2 separate regions of the Mus musculus genome follow, and region 1 is linked to region 2. A link is a contact called in public ChIA-PET data. All regions are on one chromosome and are shown on one strand. Each heading gives the region's core, a stretch centred on a gene start, on an enhancer-like site or on the middle of the called end of the contact. The rest is flanking DNA. Distances are from core to core; before and after follow the strand shown.

What was found. ChIA-PET counts read pairs in DNA pulled down with a chosen protein or histone mark.
Region 1: a contact with region 2 is called in an RNA polymerase II ChIA-PET map of memory CD8 T cells, with 28 read pairs. The contact joins two enhancer-like sites. A contact is called at or near these places in 3 of 115 datasets of contacts at active chromatin or transcription factors (embryonic stem cells, memory CD8 T cells and pancreatic cancer cells) and 2 of 9 other capture datasets (adipose tissue and liver).

What each region holds. Positions count from the first base shown.
Region 1 is chr5:125,157,997-125,161,044 of GRCm38.p6, reverse strand. The region is part of intron 1 of Ncor2 (nuclear receptor co-repressor 2); the gene reads left to right. Among named protein-coding and RNA genes, the nearest start is that of Ncor2, 20 kb to the left of the region's middle. Within about 2 kb of position 1,519, at least 211 of the 459 cell types and tissues checked have an H3K27ac peak or open chromatin away from gene starts, as enhancers often do. A contact at or near this core is called in memory CD8 T cells, where this site is marked.
Region 2 is chr5:125,015,351-125,018,216 of GRCm38.p6, reverse strand. It overlaps Ncor2 (nuclear receptor co-repressor 2), which reads left to right. Exons shown (of 47, transcript NM_011424.3): 47 at 1-1,064. The coding sequence ends at 50. Among named protein-coding and RNA genes, the nearest start is that of Rflna, 13 kb to the right of the region's middle. Within about 2 kb of position 1,541, at least 25 of the 459 cell types and tissues checked have an H3K27ac peak or open chromatin away from gene starts, as enhancers often do. A contact at or near this core is called in memory CD8 T cells, where this site is marked.

The DNA of each region.
Region 1 (3,048 bases), core at 270-2,769, 140 kb before region 2:
TCAGGCCAGCCAGAAAATGGTAGTGGTAGAATTTGAGTTTGAGCCTCACCCTCTCCTAAGATTAAGAATTGGTTCCAGATTGTAAGGCTCCAGGCCCATCTTGCTGGCCAGGGATGAGCTTGACCGCTGTCCTTGTGATGGGCAGGCTTCCTCGCTTGTGTCTGGGATCTGGAGTCCCTTGGACCTGGCACACAGCCTCCCAGTGGTTCTGGGAGAGTCACAGCCCAAAGCAGAAACCTATCTGGACCAGGCTGTACATCGTTCCTGGTCACTCCTGGAGTGCAGAGTGCTGGGCCTCTCTTTCCCCTTAGCCCATGTGACCTTGGCTTCCAAACACATGCTGAGCCTCTAGGAATAGTGTCTCCCCCACCTTGGCCTCCTTGAGCCTCAGTTTCTCTGATTGTATGATCAGCCCAAGAGAGAGTCTGGGATCAACATCTCAGAACACAGAGCGGCAAAGCTGTGGTGTGGTGTGGCGTGGAGGGTGGAGGGGTGCTGAGATGTTACCTCATTTGGTAGTGTGGACGCATGGAGGTGACTCAGGGTAACCCCAGCTTGCAGCGAGAACAGGGCAGAGCATGCCGAGCCAGTCTCTTAGGGCTGATCCTTACTGCAGGGGTATGAGGGAATTTTCCTCCTGGATCTGCATTGGGCACCGTGAGGTAGACAACCGTGGCAGGCAGTGTCAGCTCACACAGGGGACTTTGTGAATGGGGAGTAGGAAGGGTCTGCCTCCCACACGACCCCTTCCATGCCAGCTGCCTCTTCTATCTCTGGTTTCGAGACTCTTGACTGTCCCCTGAGCCCCGGGTGACAGATCTCTTTAATCCGCCTCTTGACCCAGGCAATTAATTGCATTCTGGAGATCGATCGTGGCCCTGATCTCCGCCGCAGCCCCTGGCCCAGCACATTCAGCCTCTAGTAGCCTGTTCCTCTTCCATGGGCTGAGACTGGGACCCTCTGCAGGAAGCCTGACTTTGCCTAGGCACTGGATTGAGCCTCCTGGAGCAAGCTTGGTGGGGATTGTTGGCTGTTTTCCGACCCAGGCCTGTGAGCAGCCATGCTATGTCCTCTCTGCAGATGAGCCCCAAGGGCAGCACCCCCCATCTGCTCTCCTGGTCTCTGCCCCACCTTGTTCCCCAGGCCAGGAGTACACAGAGACAGCTGGGAAGGTTAAGTCCTCTCTGTGGGGCCTTGACCCTTTTTCCTGTGTCGTCCCCCCCACCCTGCGTGGAACGTGGTAAAATGTGCTGGCGATGTAGTAGCTTAGTGGTAGGGTGCTTGCTCTGACATGCCTGGGGGCCTAGGTTCTTCTACCCTACCCCTAGCTGCTCAGAAAAACAAAACTAGTTACAATAGTAGTAATAATACCAGAGCGGCACTTGTTGGGAGTGAAGGTTTGCATGGGGCTGGGCCCATGTGCGTGATGGCTGACGGACAGGTGGATAGCAGATGGTGTCTCGGGTTGCCTGGGCCTCTGTGGGCTCCCGGCCCGGTTTGTCCTGGCCTGGCCCTGTGTTTGGCTGTGAGCCAGACTTCCTCTGACCACAGAGAGGCCCTTTCCCTGGGAAGGCGGTCGGTCGATGCGGCTTCATCCTGGCCTCGGCCTCTAATTGCTCCCTCTGGTTCTGCCTTGTGTAGATGGTCCCTCCCCTCCCCTCCTCCCCACCCCATCCCCATCCTGCCCTGGGTGAGAAGCTAGATGGCTTGTCTGAGCAGCCACGTGTATGGGTGGAGGGCCAGGTTCCCAAGTCCCGAGTGAGGATGGAGTACCGCTCCCCATCCCCCATTTCTCCCTGTCCCTGTGGTTCTGGGGCTGTGGGGGGGTTTATCCATTTGTGGAGTCGGGAAGACTGTCACTTTCCTCATAGGGTTGAGGAGACATTACAGTGGCTGGTACAAAGCCCACATGGTGGCTCTGGGTATTGTTCCCATGATGTCAGCTCCTTCCCCCTGCTCGCGCCCCCCCCCCCCCATCACTGTACCCAGACTGAAGGGGCCTGATGTCTTGGGGAGCAGGCAGGTGTACTTGGGGGGCAGCTCTGCTTTCAGTTTCCCTCCTGACCTTGTGATTCTCTTGGTACAGCCCGTGTCCCCTCACTCTTGTCACTAAGGCCCTGTCATGTGGTGTCCCCTCCACCCCATCCCACCCCTGTGCTACCAGCCCTCTTGGCCTTGGTTTCACAGCCCCTGCCCTGCTCCTGGGAGGGCTGCAGGGGTGAGGTGGCCGCCATCCGCCTCCTGCCGTGGCCGTGGCAGCCGAGCTGCTGGAGCTGAGACCTTGGTGGCCTCCCTGTGATTGCTTCTCTGCAGCTTCAAGGAGAGCCGCTGAGGGCGGGCGTCTAGGCTGTCACTTGAGAAGGAAAATAAAATGTCCCCGCGGCTTCTAAATGGAAGGGCGGTGGAGCGGCCTCCTTTGCTTGGCTGTCTCAGCTGTTGGCTCCCACAGTGACACAGGCCCCTGGGGGACAGGGTAGGCTTCCTGTTTACCTGGTGTGGAAAGATGTACCCGGCCGGGCTATCCTGGGAGGGTGGGGGAATCCCCCAGGTCCCACAGAGCTTTGGGGATCTGGCCACTCCAGCTTTGGGTAGCTGGGCTGTCTTGGTCCAAGTCCTCAGACAGCCGTTTATATAGGATTGTCATGGGGCTGGGACGGGGTGTGGTGTGGTGTGTGTGTGTATCACGTGCACGTTGAGGGCTGGACTAGATCTGTGTCTAGTTAAGGGCTTCTGTAGAATATTGTCTCTCTTGATGTTCCTGCAGTTGGGTTTCGTGGCTATCTAGAGCTGCGGGGAGTTCATGTAGGGGAAGATAGCTCCTGGTGAGCAGTGTTACTTCTCTAGGTATCTGTCGGGGGCTGTGTGGAAGTGGAGGGTCCTAAGTAGGAACTGAATGCCGGGTGCCTTGCTCCAGACACGGGGGCAATGGTGGCCTGGCTTGGAGTGTGGGCTGCAGGGCAGGGTCTGGGTCTTGCTTGTGATTGGGTTCCAAGGTCTCTGCCCATCCACACTTCTTTTATCTGGGGACCAAGGGTCATCTGTTCTATG
Region 2 (2,866 bases), core at 292-2,791:
CCAAGCCACTGCTGTGTTCACAGTATGAGACACTCTCGGACAGCGAGTGACCACGGATTGGGGGGGAGCGGTGCCAGGTCCCCGCACAAGGCAGAAGCAGCCCAGCATGGAGCAGACAGCTGCTGACTCCCGAGACTGAGGAAGGAGCCCCTGAGTCTGCCTGCGCGTCCATCCGTCCGTCCGTCCACTCATCTGTCCATCCAGAGCTGGCATCCTGCCTGTCTAAAGCCTTAACTAAGACTCCCACCCCGGGCTGGCCCTGCGCAGTGACCTTACACTCAGGGGATGTTTACCTGGTGCTCGAGAGGGGAGTGGACAGGAGGGGAGGGACAGCGGGCCAGGAGGGGGGGGGACAGCAATCGTGTGTCAGTCGCACTCGTGCATCTGGGGCAGCGGGGACCCACCACAGGCTGACCAGGCACCTCCATGCCACCGCCTCGCCCCTTACCGCATTTGGAACCAAAGTCTAAGCTGAACTCTCGCGTGGTCCTGCCCCTCCCTCTGCCCCCAGCCCGCTTGCGCTCTGGACAGACAGACGTTCCCAGCTTATCCTGCCCTAATGCTGTCATCATCGCAGTCTCCAAAGGCCACCCAGCCCACAAGACTGGGAGCCCATCAGACCAGGTGGGTGCACAAGGGGCCAGGCCTGGCCTGGGGCACGGATGCTTGCAGGAACTGGACCGTTTCCCGGCCTGTTGCTGTGGCAACGGGAGGGAAGGCACGTGTAAATGGTGTTGGCTTACAGGGTATATTTTTGATACCTTCAATGAGTTAATTCAGACGTCTCACACAAGGAAGGACTCGCCCGTGTTTCTGCCGCTGTGCTTTGGTCTCTACCTACTGTTTCAGAGGCACGTGCCAGCCAAGGCGGTGGCCCCACCATACGCAGGACTTGGGGGTCAGGGGCTCCGGCACACGGCACTGTGCCCTTCCCCCCCACCCCCTTCCTTGGGCAAAATGGACTTGATGCGTATTCTGTGGCCGCTCTCTGTGCACGGCGGCATTCTGTCATTTACACATGTTGTTCCAATTAGAAAGCAAATATACTCAAGTGACAACGTTTCTACTCTGCTTCTCACTGGGCAGCAGGCAGCCACAGGAGTCAAGGGGAGTGTTCCTTAAAGTCAGCACTGAGCAGTGAACATTGACCCCTAAGTACAGTGCCACCAGAGGGCATCCTGCATGCACACGTATGAGGAAGCCACCAGGTACTTGTGTCGTCGATACCTTGCTGGATGTTCACACCGGTGGGGGACCCATTGGTCATTCACACCAGTGGTCATCGTACAGGGGTGTTCACACTTGTTGGGGAAGCCAGCCAGTACCTGTATTATACGGTGACTATGTGGAGGTGTTCATACCCGTGGAAAAGGGTCCTGGGCATTCACCCTTGTCACAGGAGAGTAGTCATTGCATTCTTCACGGTGACAGTGTGTGGTACTTACGGGGTGAAGATTACTGTCTCGTAGTAGGCATTGGGGTCCCTGCCTGTGGCTTAGCCTCTCCTGTTCTTTCTTGTGGGTGTAAATTTCCGCCAGTCACACCCACAGTGTGCCCTTCCCCCCCACAGTGAGGGTGTCCTGGGGACTCTTGCTTCTTGCTCTGCACTGTTTTGATCCTGCCTGTTGTGTCAGCGGTAAGTATTCTTGAACCTGACCGAAATGGCCACACCTACCTCTTTGGGTTTGATCTAAGAAACTCCAACAGAGCCCTGCTGCCACCTTGGTGCCTGTTGTAATCAGGGTTCTCTAGAGCAGTGGCTCTCAACCTTTCTGTTCCTGTGACCCTTGAATACAGTTCCTCGCGTTGTGGTGACCCCCTGACCATAGATTTCATTGCTACTTCATAACTGGTTTTGCTACTGTTGTGAATCATAGCATAAATATCTGATATGCAGGATAGTTGATATATGTCACCCCTATGAAAGGGCTGCCTCTAAGGGGTTGCAACCCACAGGTTGAGAACCATTGCTCAGGAATTTGTGTGTTACACATACATACGTGTGTATATGTGTATATATACGTATGTGTATATATGTGTATTTGTATATATACAAACATATACATACGTGTATGTATGTGTATATACATATGTGTATAGCAGAATTTATTAAGAATAAGCTTTTTAAAATATTTGTTTTATTTATATTTCACATGTGTTATAATGTTTGGTCTTTGTGTATATCTGCACCACAGTGCTTGCCTGGTATCTGCAGAGCTCAGACTAGAGACAGGTGCTCGTGAGCCACCAATGTGGGTGCCAGGAACTGAACCCTGGGTCTTCTGGAAGGGCACCCCCGAACACATCTCTCCAGCTCCTTGAGTGAGCTTTAAAATAGTAACACAGCCAAGCCCCACCCACGATGCTGAGAACAGTTTGTGTGGTCCTTGGACCTGAGTGCCTCAGAGTTGTCCCAGAACAGCTTGCCTCTCACTGCAAGGCGATGACCCTTAAGTCACTGAGTAAGAGTGCCAATCTGGCACCTGGAAGCTCAGAAGGTTTCTAGAGAGCCGCTGGTCCCCAGGCCGCCAGGAAAGCTTAGCCTGGCTGTACCGTCAGCCATGGGGTTAGCAGTGCTATCAATGAGGCAGAGCCGCTCTGAGTGAAGGGCGAGGTGATCGCCTTCCTGGCAGTTCCTTTTGTACCTGGCTGCTGCCTGAAGGTGCTGCCCACAATCCAGGTGTGCCTTCCCACATCAAAACCGTTGGGACAGCTCTTCAGGTGAGGCTCCCTTACCTCATTTGTGACAGGGTGACATTTAAACCAACTCTCGAAGCAGGGCTGAGAGGGCTTCCAGTCTTTGCACTGAGTCAGTTGATCTGCTCCATCCTGGGGCCTGGGGCCCCTCTACATCCATCCATACCCA